Regions from separate parts of the Mus musculus genome. Here all the other regions are linked to region 1. A link is a contact called in public HiChIP or PLAC-seq data. All regions are on one chromosome and are shown on one strand. Each heading gives the region's core, a stretch centred on a gene start, on an enhancer-like site or on the middle of the called end of the contact. The rest is flanking DNA. Distances are from core to core; before and after follow the strand shown.

Region 1 (4,462 bases), core at 1,094-3,593:
AGGCTCCAAGGAAGCACTTGTGTCTTCTTGCAGGCTCCCTCCCAAGAGGCCCTTAGAGTCCAGTGCCCCACCCACAGGCTCCTTCCCAGCCTTCTGAAGCCTCCCAGAATGCCCTGCCCTCTGACATGACAGCTTCTGTCGCCCCTGTCCTGACTCCAGATCTACTGGCAAACTTCAGTTCCCACTGAGCAGCTCTTCAAAAGCTGTGGTGACTTAGAGAGCTACAACAGTCCACATAGGGCATTTCCTGCCCGGGAAGCAGATTGCCCTCTGCATGGTCATGTGATCCAGGCTGGGCTAATAGAAACTCAGTTCCTAATTTTTATTGTAATCTGGCCACAAAGGTCTCCAAGGATACCAATTGACCAATGGCATTGGAATCTGGATCCAGCCATTCCTGATGTCAACAAACCCCTAATATTAGTTTCCTAGTCAACTAATTTGTCTGTGTGGTAGCCATGTGCAGGGCTCCTCCCAATCACCATTAAGTGTCATGCTGGTTATGCTGGGGACTCATGAGGGGTCAGTTTAAAAACTACTGCTTTAACCATCCAGACCTGTGACTCAGATGCACATCCCAGGGCCTGTGAGGCTGTGGCCACCAGCACCTCATCAATACCCCCCACCCCACCCAGCCCCGCCCCGCCCCAGGCAGCTCTCCACTCCCAGGGCACCCCATGCACGGGCATGGCAAGGAAGAGAATGTGGAAGGCAAGATGATCATCAGAGGTCCATCCAGGTTACCTGTGCTGGACAGGAAGTGATGGGGATCAGGAAACAGGGCGGCCAGGAGACTCCTGCGCTCATGGCCCCAGCACTGTCCACCTCAGGTGGTCACCCATATCATCTCAGATACCTCCCCAGTCACATGCTCAGCCCCCTCCCCCCAGGCCAATGCTTCAGCAAGCTCAGTCCGGGCCAGAGGTGGGGTGCTGGGGAGTTAGACATGGTGGGTTGTGTAAAAGGTCAGATCAAGGCCCAGGCTAGTAAGAAGTGAGGAGGGGGCGGTGCCAGCCCCCACCCCAGGTTTGCTGGCTCCACCAGGAAGGGGCTGTCACACACTCCACCCTCCCACCATAACCAGAGTCTCTTGTAGGGGAAGGAGGCTGCCTTGACCCTCAACCACAGGAAACCTCAGGTGCCTGTGGGAAGACTGGACAGGATGCAAGTTCTTTTTGGATGGGGGCGGGTATTTGACTAAGATTGGTGGGAACATGTGATCCCCCTATCACTGCTTCCCAAGTACAGGGACCACAGGCCTGTGCCATCAGGCACACCTGGAAATGTCCATCTTGACTATCCCTGTTTTCCAGGGGACAGAACAGTCAGGGAGGAGGCTGGCTGCAGAATGGCTGACTTAGGATCTGAGCACACTTCATTGTTTAGTTTTCTTGTGCTTTTCTGGGAATGGAAGCCGCAGGCCCAGCCTGGGATGCGTGTGTCTTGGGAGAAAGGGATGGGGACTCCTTCCCTGGGTGGAGCCAGCAAGCCGCCCTTCCCCATGTGCGAGGACATGGCGCCCCCGTGCGGGAAGGCCGGGGTCTTACTAGCCGGGCAGGGGGAAGGGCGCAGGCACCGGGCACCGCGTGCGGGTGGCGGGCGGCGCAGGCACGTACCCATCTCAGGACAAACGTCTTCACTAAGGGTAAACCTAGTCCCTTTTCCACCATGGACTGACCAGGATGGACAGGGAGGGAGGAGGAGAGGAGGGAGGAGTGTACGTGGCGGGGGGGGGGGCGGGGGGGGGAGGCGCAGAAAGGGGGCAGCGAGTGACAGGAAGAACAAGAGAGCAAGAGAGAGAGCAAGAGAGAATGAGAGAGTGAGAGAGAGAGAGAAAGAGAGAGAGAGAAGGGGAGAGAGAAAGAAACGTCAGTGCAGACGGACGGACAGACAGACAGCCTCCCACTCCGGGAACACTAGGGACACCAAAAGCAACAAGAACAGGAGAGGAAACTGAGGCTTGGGCTCCACCCGCTGTGCGGGGTTGGGGGCCATGGATAACAACCTCCCTCGTTCCACCACAAGAACAAAGCCTGAGGTCACCAACCTCTGCCCAGATGGCACCTTTGGGGTAATTCTGAACGGGGGTCCCGAGAGAGAGAGAGAGAGAGAGAGAGAGAGATACTAGGACCTTGGACCCCTGCCCTGTGGCCTCAGCTGCTGCATGGAGAGAGCTCAGAGGGACGGGGACAGAAGCAACACAGACAGACAGAGGGATCGGGGAGACCTGAGGCCCAGCACCTCCCAGGTCCCCACAACTCCCAGGGCCAGATCCTTGAACCTCCTAGACCTGTCAATCATTCCACATCTTTGACTTAGCGCAGAGGCCCCGCCCCCAAGGAGGAAGCCACGCTTTGAATCCATGACATCAGATTTCACCTAGAGCTGTCAATTTTCTCTTATTCTAAGAGTACCATAGAAGTCCTGCCCCAGAGCGGACAACCAGGTCCCGCCCCTCAATGACAGTCACTCCGTTGCCCTGGAAGCTTTAAAATCCTGGCTTCTGGAGTCAGTGAGGTTCCCTCCAACGGCTGCCCATCACCCCTTGTTTCTTTGTCTTGAAAGAATCACCTTTGGTGCCTAGATGTCGGATGCCCCGCCCCCATGGAGTTCTGTCAGTCATTCAGGGGAGGAGCCTGCGGCTGGGCGGGGAGACTCTGGTTGGCTCGGGAAGAAAGCACCAGATTCCCTTACCCTGCGCTGACTGCGTCTGCACGAAGGTTTTGATGAGCAGGTCGGTGGCTTGCGTGTAGAGCGACAGGGCGTAGCGCAGGGACTGGAGGTCCGGGCTCTTCTCCAGGAAGGTCTTCTTGAGGCCAACGCCCCCCGCGTGGAAGTATTGCTGAGGGTGGACACAGTGAGGCTTCAGATGGCTCCCAGCACCTCTCACCCTCCCCATCTTCACCAGGCCACAGCTGCCCCAGGACCACTGTATTTACTGTATGCACAGATGGAAAGTTACTCCCTGCTCGCTACCCATATACTTTACTTTGTAAATTCCTATGCATTCCTCAAATCCCACTTTCTCATGCCCTCTCTTAAAACCCTCTGTAGCCCCTCCCTTACCTTGATGGTGTCCAGGGCCAGTTCAACAACAGCACACTGCTTCGGGGTCAAGCTCTTGGCTTCTTCCCGCACCATGTGATCCTGTGGGGATGGCAGGGAGAGGTTAGGTGGGCAAAGCTTTTACACTGTGAGCCTTTGCTTTCCATGCTGTGGATCAAGTGATCTGTATCCTTGATCCATTATACTCAAGGACATTTTAAGTGGGATTCAGGTCTGGGAGCAGGGATTTTTGCCTGTTGATCTGTTCCTAGTCTTTCTCCTGAGAGCTTCTGCCCCCTCACCTTAAGTTTGGACAGCTGGCCCAGCTCCTTGGCAGCATTGAAGATCATTTGTGTCCCCTGTGGAAAACAGCAGGTAGCTCGGGTGAGAGTGTGCGTTTTCTAAATAGTTCCCCATCCTGAGTGACCCAAACCCAACTGCCAACTTGGTTCCTGTCCAAAGGTTCAAGCAATGCTTGAGACCCATGGACAGCAGGATCAGGAGCTCCAGTGAGATCCAGGGGCACATGGCACCTTGTTGCAGGAGAAGCCCGGTTCTCTGGGAAGACTGCCCACCCTGTCATACCCACCATGACCTCACAACTGGAAGACATAAGAGAAACAGGCATGTGGCCGCCTGTCCATGTGTGGCGTGATGAGGGAGGACAGAGATGGGCTTGTTAGTGGCAATGGGTCCTGAGCCAGGCTGGGCATTCAGGGACCCACCTTGGGGGAATTTCCTTTCCCCTGGTCACCCCTGGGGGTGGTGTGGAGGACTCTTTGAGCATCAGGAAGACTCCTCACATACTGGCATCTGCATACACTTCCCCTCTCCCCAAGATGCCCACCAGATGCCAACTATGGCTATGCAGAGCCAGGCAGGTCTTGGTGAAAACTCCAGCCAGGCTATGCAGCCCTGGATAGGTGACTTAACCCCTCTGAAACTGCTACCCCTTTAGATGGTGGTCACAGCCACCCTATGGCCTTGAAAGAATGTGTAATTCCTTGATGTCTTGTTTGCTGTCTTGGTCTCATCACAGGTAATGCCTGGCAGAATGGGTCCCATCCTCAGATTCTCCACTGAACTGCAAGACCTCAGGCCTAGTCTTTTCTGGGCCTGGTATCTCCATGCTAATTAGTAACTTGTGGGAGGGAAGCTGGCTCCACCAGCTAGGATGGCCCAGGGCTATGGTTGGCCTGTTTAGCAGAGGATGTTTGGAAACACCACCTGGCTTTGAGACTTCAGGCTGTCACTCTGTGCTATTCTGTCCTGCTGGGGATGGAAACCAGGCCCTCACACACACATCAGGACAAAAGTCACAGTCTGGCCCCGTGAGTGCTCAGTGAGCGGCTTCTGCTGCACTACAGCCCTGTAGTCTTAGGGTTCCCTGAGGCTGTGAGCTGGAGTTACCAGAGCC
Region 2 (4,462 bases), core at 1,220-3,719, 320 kb before region 1:
CCTCCTACCTCCATCTGCCCCGTGCTCAGATGACAGGCATGCTGTTACATTGCTAAGTGAGCCCTGAGCTCCTGACCTATTGCCCAGCTCTAGACATCACGGGCTTTCTAAGGTAACAGGAGGCCACTGATGTGGTGAAAGCATTGGTACGGCAAGTGGGGGAAGTGACTGAAGACCTGGGTTCCCATCTTAAGCACCCACACAAAAAGTTGTTGTAGGGTGTTTTGTCACACACAGGGAGGAGAGCCAATCATACAGCCCTGGGTTCAGAACAGGAGAGGCAGCAGGTGTGAGGGCCCAGGTCCATCCCCAACCCTTCTTCAGGAGCACCTTCATCAGGAGCTGAGTCCCAGCCCAGAGAGGCAGGGACAGGATAGTCTCTGGGGCTCCTGGCCAGCCTACCCACTTGGTTAGCTCCAGAACAATGAGAAAACGTGTCCCAAAAAACAAGGTGGATGAAGCCTGAGAAATGACACCTTAGCCTGGCCTCTGTGCAGCCATTTAAAAAGAGGTGGGGGGAGTCAGCATTAGAGGGCTGGGGATATTGCTGTCCATAGAAACTCCTGAGTCAATATCTTGATTCCACTAGGACTGAGCCACAGCCAAAGGCAAGCGGTGGCGTCTGCAGCTGAGGACAGCAGCCTCAGAAAATGTGATCCTGGCCTACACTGCCTGAGCCTGGCTGGCACATCTGCTTCCCCTTCCTTTAGTCTCAGGATCTGCTTGGCTACGGAAAGCCCTAAATGTCCCTTCCTGACTTGGACAGGGTCTCAGGATTTGTCCAGTTACTCAGCATGCTGGTGCAGATCTGCCATCCTGCTGCTCTGTGAGGCAAGGGAGGAGGCTTAGGGGTTGCAGACTAGCCTGAGCTACATAGCAAATTTAAGGCCAACCTGGGCTACATAGTGAAATCCTATATCAATAATTTGTACCACTCCTGGCTCTGTGTGTGTTTGTGTGTGTGTGTGTGTGTGTGTGTGTGTGTGTGTGTGTGTGTGTGTGTGTGTGTGTGACATGACCTAGGTGTGGAAGTCAGGGCAACCTCAGGTGTGGTCTTCACCTTCCACCTTGTTTGCTTTTCTGCTTCCCTCTCCACCTCCAGACAGTCATGCTGTGTATCCAGCTTTATGTTAGTTCTGGGAATTTGAACTCAGCTCCTCACACTTGAGTGGCCAAGTACTTCACCTACTGGGTCATCTCCAACAGTACTTGAGATTTTGCTGCTTATGTTGGATTCTTGGGTAGGAATGGGTCCATCTTGGGGGTGGGGGGGGTCATCCTGGCCTCCAGAGCTCTTGTTTCATTTCCCATTTCATCTGTGGCTGACACTTGGTGCCTTCTGTGGTCAGGGGCACTGAGGGTAGGGGGCTTTTTGTCCCACAGTCACCCAACCCTAACCACATCCCTGATGTGTATAGTTGTCGGATATCTGTCTGGCCAGCAGCTGTCCAGAGCTGTGCTGAGCTCCAAGACTGGAAGAGACCAGAAGAGCCTCTGGGTGGAAGTGGGGTGTGAGGCAGGCCTTGGGGAGCTCCCTTGTCCTCTTTCACTGAGGAGCTGAGACTTCATGGTGATGCTCTGCTTCCTGTATCTGCAGTTCAGCTCTACCTCCACCCTTGGGCTATCATTCTTCAATGGCTGGTTCTCCCTATGACTGCTGTGGTGAGACCTCTGCCCGTCACTTCAGCTGTCAAGAGCAAGTGGGGACCAAGTCTGACAGTACTCCTCTGTGACCACCCCACGTGCCCCCCCCACCCCAAGCACTTGGGTCTGAGGCAGGAGCATCTTTTGAGCCCAGGAGTTCAGGGTTAGCTTGGGCAGGAGATAGACAGAGATACACAGAGAGGGAAATACAGAGAGAGACAGAGAGTGGGGAGGCAAAGACAGAAAGAGACAGAGACAGAGACAGAGACAGAGACAGAAGAGAAGAGAAGAGAAGAGAAGAGAAGAGAAGAGAAGAGAAGAGAAGAGAAGAGAAGAGAAGAGAAGAGAAGAGAAGAGAAGAGAAAAGGAGGAGGAGGAAGAGGAAGAAGAGGAGGAGGAGAACTCCATCCCAAAAAGCCAGAAGGGATTGAAGCTCAGTTCACAGAGCCCTGAGTTCTGTCCTCAGCACCACGTAATTTGGGTGGGCCTCTAGTTATTTCAGCACTTAGGAGACTGGGGCAGGAGGATTCATGGTTTAAGGTCATCCATGTCTTTAAGCCCTTGAGGCCAACATGGGCTACATGAGACTCTGTCTCAAAGTCTAAACTCACCCACTCACTACATAAATCACACAAAGCTACATAGAACGCAACCAGAAGTTTATTCATGACCATAAAAGGCAACCTAGAGGAAGCCACTAGAACTTTCTATTCAGAAAACATAGCTGCTAGTCAGTCAGGGGCAACACACTTTTTCATGGTGGTTCTATGTTGTAGATGGACCTGGTGCTGTTTGTATGTTGATGCTAATTCTGCTCTCCTGGCAGGGGTTGCAGACAAGGAGTGAGTCACACTCAAGTGACTTCTTGTGAAACGATCCCCTAGTGAATAAAGGAGCCAATCACTGGGCGAGTAGGCAGGACTTCCGGGTTGGAGAGGGGAAGAAAGGAAGCAGGAGAGAATTAGTTCTCTTTGGACTGACATAGCGTGAGGACAAAATGTAGAGTGTCTCCCGGTTACAATGACAGATCCATCAGGATTCACCACTGGAGGATTTAGATTTAATGAGGCTTACAAGTTAGGATTTTAGTTGTTGCACCCAGCGATTGAGTTACTGTTGTTTCTGAACTACGTTTGTGTTGTGGTTTCCTTCACACATAGGGTTGCCTGGGTTCAAGAGAGAAAGGTATGGCAGCAAAGCATGGATTTTCCTGAGGGATTTGAAGCACAGGGTTGATGTGATAGTGACCTGCTAGTGGAAACCTAGCAAGCTGGGTGGAAACCTTTTGAGAGCTCCAGGCCAGAGAGTCTCCACAAGATAAAAACAGGTTGGCCATTGCCCACCAGTGCATGCTGGCCAAACCCCACAGGGTAGAAAGTAGCTGGTTGTAGCTCGGGAACTTGCTTTACAATATATATATTGTAAATATATATATATTTCCTGCAACAGTTCTATGTCACCCTTTCCTCTACCCCATGGTATCCCTTTAGAAGAAGGCAGCCCAGGCTCACTGGACCTCCAGAGGGCCTCCCACAGGCTTCATGGAGCTGAAGATCAAAAGAAAAATGCTGCCTGCTTGCAGGTGTGCTTCAGCCTAGACTGTTTACCCTTTCTGTTGTAATTTTTGGGGTTTTATGAAACAGGAGCTTGCTTACGTAGCCCAGGTTAGCCTTAAATCACAATTCCCCTGCCTCAGCCTCCCAGGTGCCAAGATATACAGGCAGGTAGCACCACCCAGTTTGGAAACCATGGAAATGCACAGCTTTGCCTCTGGTGTCTAGTGGAGCAGCTGCCACCTGCACCTACTGGGCAAGCCACTAGTGACTGCACTTAGGCTCCTAGGCTCAAGAGAAGACCATTGGTTGTTGAATGTCAGGGACTGTGGAGGACACAGCCCAAACGAGAGTGTGTTGGGGTGGGGCACAGCAAGGATGTATGCTTATGAGACAGTTCATATAGCCCAGACTGGCTTTGACCTCACTAGAAAATGTGCTTTTAAAAGTCTGAGCCTGGAAAGTGTGGTACACTCACTTTTAATCCCAGCACTTGGGAGGCAGAGGCAGGCAGATGTTCATGAGTCTCAGGCCAGTCTGGGCTACATAGTAAGACCAAAAAAATAAGAGGGCAAGGATGAGCTGGAGATATGACTGCCCTTGTTGAGGATCCAGATAGATTCCCAGCACCCAGTTGGTGGCTCACAAATGTCTGTATCTCCAGTTTTGTGAGATCTGACACCCTATTTTGACCTCAGTGAGCACCAGGCACACATATGTTAATGCACAGACATTCAGGTGGAACAGTCATACACATAAATAAATCTAAAAATTTTTTGTTTGTTTAAATTAAGGCTGGTGGATCATAATTATAATCCCAGTTAAGGCAGAGGAGTCACAAATTTTAGGTCAGTCTGTGCAACAGGATAAGACTTTGACTCCTTGTAAAGCAAATATTGTTGAGTAAGTCATGCATGCTAAAGCTGTGTGTATCTGTGCATCTGTGTGTGTGTGTGTGTGTGTGTGTGTGTGTGTGTGTGTGTGTGTCTGTGTGTCTGTGTGTCTGTGTGTGTCTGTGTGCATCTGCATGCATCTGTGTGTATAGTGCATATGAAAGTCAGAGGACAACTTTGAAGAGTGAGTCTTAACTATCCACCTTGTTTGAGGCAGGTCTCTCCTCATTTCTGCCACAGGGTCCTGCTAGCTTCTGGGCAGTTGTGCTATGTCCACCATCTTCTTGACTTCTGTGGCTTTGGACTCAGGTTGTCACATTTGCCTGTCAAACACTTTCCCCACTGAGCCACCTCCTTCCTTTCTTTTTAAGG
Region 3 (4,462 bases), core at 532-3,031, 260 kb before region 1:
TCTCCCACAGACCCTGTCACATTCACTCAAGATGGCAGACCAGAACCTGGAGAAGCTGAAGCTGGAGTCGGAGAGATTGGAGCAGCATGCACAGAAGTCAGTGAACTGGCTGCTGTGGGCCATGCTCATTGTCGTGTGCTTCGTGTTCATCAGCATGATCCTGTTTATCCGAATCATGCCCAGGCTGAAATAAAACAAGAAAGCCTGCACACCAACCCACATGTCTTCAGTGCTAGCAGTGTGTGTGTGTGTGTGTGTGTGTTGCAGGGGGTGCCTGGGCTGCAGGGTGGTGCCAGCCAGGACACCTCTATCCTGAAGTCAGCCTACAGCCCTTCACCTGGCCACTCTGCTCCAAAGGCGTAGGGCAGCCTACAATACACAACAAAACCAAGTCTCAAAAACAGGAAGAAAAGTTAAAACCTGCCTGGGAGAGCAGTGGCCACGCAGATCCCCTCCCTAGGGAGGCAGACTGAGTTTAGGGCCAGCCTGGTATACACAGAAAATTATAGGCCAGACAGGGCCACATAGTGGGACCTTGACTCCATCTTCCAAAAATAGCACAAGAAAGGCTTGTCAGGCGGCTCAGTTGGTAAAGACACTTGCCACAAAGCCTGACAGCCTGAGTTCCACCCCAGAGCATGAGCAAAATAAGCAGTAAGAGTTAGGGACAAAAAAGCCAATCAAAAACTATATTTAGCCAGGCACTGGTGGCGCACGCCTTTAATCCCAGCACTTGGGAGGCAGAGGCAGGTAGATTTCTGAGTTCAAGGCCAGCCTGGTCTACAGCGTGAGTTCCAGGACAGCCAGGGCTATACAGAGAAACCCTGTCTCAAACAAACAAACAAAAAACAACAACAAAAACAAAATTAAAAACTAATAAATATATTTGGGCCGGGAGTAGTGGTGCATGCCTTTAATCCCAGCACTTGAGAGGCAGAGGAAGGCAGATTTCTGAGTTTAAGGTCAGCCTGGTCTACAAAGTGAGGACAGCCAGGGCTACACAGAGAAACCCTGTCTCGAAAAACCAAAAAAAAATATATATACATATATATGTGTGTGTGTGTGTATATAAATATAGATAGATAGGCTGGAAAGATGGCTCAGTGGATAAGAGCACCGACTGTTCTTCCGGAGGTCATCAGTTAAATCCCAGCAACCACATGATGGCTCACAACCATCTGTACAGCTACAATATTCTCATATACATGAAATAAATCTTTAAAAATAAATATATTAACTGTAATGGTAACTTCAGGGAGTCTGACATGCACACACACATAGTTAGCATAATAAACGTCACTTCTTAGGGTCTAGGGAGATGACTCAGTGTAAGAGTGTGACTCAAGTATGCAGATCTAGGTTCCAACCCCTAGTACTCTTGTAAAATGGCAGAGGTGGGGAGCAGGAACCTATCAACCCAGTGCTAGGAGGGAGATACAAGCAGATCTACCTGGAGCCCGCTGGCCAGCCAGAATACCTAAACAGGGACCATCAGGTTTCGGAGAAACTGTCAAAAAAAAAAAAGTAGGGCTGTACGACACTCAACGACCTGTATTGGTCTCTGAGTATGTACAAGGTCACACACACACAAAAATAATACAATTGCTAAAGAAAAAAATAAATTGGTAAACAAAAAAAAAAAAGCAGAAAGAAAAGAAAAAAAAAAAACTACCTTATTTTCCCAATAGACTGGGGTAAATGAATAGGCCAAACAGCATAGTGAAGGGCTGATTCCAACCCAGAGAGGAACACGCGCCGCAGGCTCCGCCCACCCTGAGAGCCCCGCCCTAGCGGCCGAGCGCCCGTGCCAACGGCTCCACCCGCAGTTCCTGCACAGCTGCGTTCCCGGCGGCAGGGCCAGACGGGGCTCTGGGACAGGTGACACCGAGTGGGATCCTCGGATAACCACAGGCGGGCGGGGGCTGGAAGCTTTGTGGGCCGTAACCCCGCGAGGCAAGAGGCGAAGGGGTCGTCTCGACTCGGACCCCAGTCGCCCTCCGCTGCTTTGCGCTCTTCCGGTTTCAAGAATGGGGCGGGGCCCGCGCTGCACCGCCAGCCACTCTCGAGCATGACGCCGCGGTGACGTCGCGGCGCCTCGTCAGTGCCCCTTTCCGGGATCCGCACTCTGGGTTGCGCGGCCAGCCAACCGCGCTCGCGTATGCAAATACATGCAGGTCCCGCCTCCAGGCGCGGCCGGCGGGGTCCTCTGGCCAGGCTCTCAGGCCCGGAAGCCACTTGCAATTCGCGCCCTGCCGCCAGGGGGCGCCAGAGAGCTGCAGCCCCACGCATGCCTGCCCCGGAGCGTCCGCGCTCCAGACGGCCGCAGAGCCAGCCCGGGCCGGGAGAGCTCTGCGTGAGGCCCCGGAAGATCGTGTTTGCGGATGAGCTGCGCCCCCGGGAGCCACTGCACCCTGAGAAGCATCCCAGAGATCTGGGACCCCGCCTCAACCCAGTACCTGACTACGAGCTGTGAGTGCCCACTCGTTGTAAGACCAGGTCTGGTCGTCTAGTCCAAGATAGCCCCTACCTTAGTCTCCTGAATTCATCATACCCACGTTCCCTCAGAGCTTCTTAATGCCTGGGAAACAGAAAGGGGCATTGAGGCTGGGGTTTTGATGGGCGAATAAGAGTTTATGAAATTAGGAAACGGAATTGGTGGTAGAAGGCATTTTGATTTGGTGGTCAGCACTGGCAAAGGAAAGCCAATTGCCGGGCCTAGCAGTGGTGACACACGCCTGTAATCCCAGCACTTGGGAGGCAGAGGCAGGCGGATTTCTGAGTTCGAGGCCAGCCTAGTCTATAGAGTAAGTTCCAGGACAGCCAGGGCTACACAGAGAAACCCTGTCTCAAAAAAACCAAAAGAAAAGAAGAAGAAAAGCCAATTGCCATGATGGGTGGAAAGACAGATTTCCCTCTACTTATACACTGACTGACCCCTTCCAACCTGGTAGTAAGTACCCACCAGTGACCAACAGAAGGGACCGGAGCCGCTATGCCGCAGTGTTCCAGGACCAGTATGGCGAGTTCTCGGAGCTCCAGCGGGAGGTGGGGGCCACACAGGCTAAGCTCCAGCAACTGGAGGCCCTGCTGCTGTCGCTGCCCCCGCCACGAAGCCAGGTCAGCCCAGGAACTCCTGTGCCCCAGCTTCCTGCGGCTGTGCAGCTTCTACTGGGTGGCATGCTGTCAGGGTCATGGTGGCCCTTCTGAGCCCCTTCCCACCTTGCCCTTTCAGAAGGAGGCTCGCATGGCAGCTCATGTCAGGAGAGAGTTTGAGAAGAAGCGAGGGGTGAGTGGAGACTCCTGGGGTCACAGATTGGGCTGTGTGTGTGTGGTGCTGTCTTGAGACTGGGACCATGTAATCAAAGCTGAACAGCTTGAGGGCCTCTGGTTACAGTGCCAGGAGGACTTCCTCAACTCTTGTCCCCCTAGGATCCTGGCTTCCTGGATAAGCAGGCTCGCTGTAACTACCTGAAGGGTAAACTCAGGCACCTCAAGGCCCAGATCCGCAAATTTGATGACCAGCAGGACAGCAACAGTGAAGACTCTGTGTACTTCTGAGTGTCCTGGAGATGGTGGCGGGCTCCTCCTCCAATAGGAAACCACACCAGTTCTTCCAGGGAGTAAACATGGATTAGACACCTACTGTGTGCAGCTACCTAAAAGCATCCCTTCATTTTACAGAAGGGGAAATGAGGTTCATAGACCTGTCTGAGGTCTCATATGGGGGCAATGGCTGTGTAGATTCCAGGGGGCATAGTCAGAAGGCATGAGTTGGGGCAGCCTGGCATAAGTATTGTGATGGGGCATACTAGGGGTAAGGGCTGGGCAATGCTTGGGGCCTGCCTGCAGGGGCGCAATCCAGGACACCTTGATCCTGTCCACTCTGCATAGCTCCTCAGATGAAACTAACCTGAGCCACTGAGGATGACAAGTCCCAGGCCACTTGCAGGCCAGGAGTCTCCTAGGAAGATGTCTTCCAACAGAGAGGACCACATGTGTGGAGTTTGTAGTAAAAGTAGATCAGCTAGGGCTTGAACGCAGGCCTCGGGCTCAATAGGCATGGATCTCACTCAGTCCCACTCCACAGTTGGGCCCCTAACTCCCTGGTATTTTTTGTTTTCCAAGGCTGGGTTTCTCTGTTTAGCACTATCCTTAAACTCACTATATAGACCAGGCTGGCCTTGAACCGAGATTGGTCTGCCTCTGCCTCCCATGAGTTGGAACCAAGGGCATGTGCCACCACTGCTGGGCTACTCCCCCAGCTCCCTTCATCACCACACATCAACAGTTAAATTCACATCTCAATCTGTCCCCACCTTCTTTATGGTAACTTTAGAAACAGGAATATGTTACTTGGGGGAAGAAATTGAATTCAAACTGACCCCAATGTAAAAAGGTAAGTTGGTCTCATGAACATGAATAAACACCAGGCTTTCAGGTGTGGCTTGATCCAGCAATCACA

Evidence for each region. HiChIP or PLAC-seq counts read pairs in DNA pulled down with a chosen protein or histone mark.
Region 2: a contact with region 1 is called in an H3K27ac HiChIP or PLAC-seq map of microglia, with 5 times the contacts expected there. The contact joins two enhancer-like sites. A contact is called at or near these places in 2 of 115 datasets of contacts at active chromatin or transcription factors (microglia and pancreatic cancer cells) and 1 of 9 other capture datasets (liver).
Region 3: a contact with region 1 is called in an H3K4me3 HiChIP or PLAC-seq map of bone marrow-derived macrophages, with 3 times the contacts expected there. The contact joins the promoter of Ocel1 here to the enhancer-like site in region 1. A contact is called at or near these places in 1 of 39 promoter capture datasets (hippocampal neurons), 3 of 484 Hi-C or Micro-C datasets (embryonic stem cells and erythroblasts), 6 of 115 datasets of contacts at active chromatin or transcription factors (T-cell acute lymphoblastic leukemia, bone marrow-derived dendritic cells, bone marrow-derived macrophages and 3 more) and 3 of 9 other capture datasets (adipose tissue, liver and pancreatic islet).

What each region holds. Positions count from the first base shown.
Region 1 is chr8:71,631,823-71,636,284 of GRCm38.p6, forward strand. It overlaps Unc13a (unc-13 homolog A), which reads right to left. Exons shown (of 44, transcript NM_001029873.2): 39 at 3,348-3,404; 40 at 3,067-3,147; 41 at 2,695-2,842. Among named protein-coding and RNA genes, the nearest start is that of Mir6769b, 2.9 kb to the left of the region's middle. Within about 2 kb of position 2,344, at least 71 of the 459 cell types and tissues checked have an H3K27ac peak or open chromatin away from gene starts, as enhancers often do. A contact at or near this core is called in T-cell acute lymphoblastic leukemia, bone marrow-derived macrophages, erythroblasts and 1 more, where this site is marked.
Region 2 is chr8:71,308,077-71,312,538 of GRCm38.p6, forward strand. The region is part of intron 2 of Myo9b (myosin IXb); the gene reads left to right. Among named protein-coding and RNA genes, the nearest start is that of Myo9b, 38 kb to the left of the region's middle. Within about 2 kb of position 2,470, at least 80 of the 459 cell types and tissues checked have an H3K27ac peak or open chromatin away from gene starts, as enhancers often do. A contact at or near this core is called in microglia, where this site is marked.
Region 3 is chr8:71,369,517-71,373,978 of GRCm38.p6, forward strand. Ocel1 (occludin/ELL domain containing 1) reads left to right here and starts at 1,782. Exons shown (of 4, transcript NM_029865.2): 1 at 1,782-2,469; 2 at 2,952-3,117; 3 at 3,233-3,286; 4 at 3,430-4,173. The coding sequence starts at 2,159. The coding sequence ends at 3,558. Use1 (unconventional SNARE in the ER 1 homolog (S. cerevisiae)) reads left to right here. Exons shown (of 8, transcript NM_025917.4): 8 at 11-216. The coding sequence ends at 193.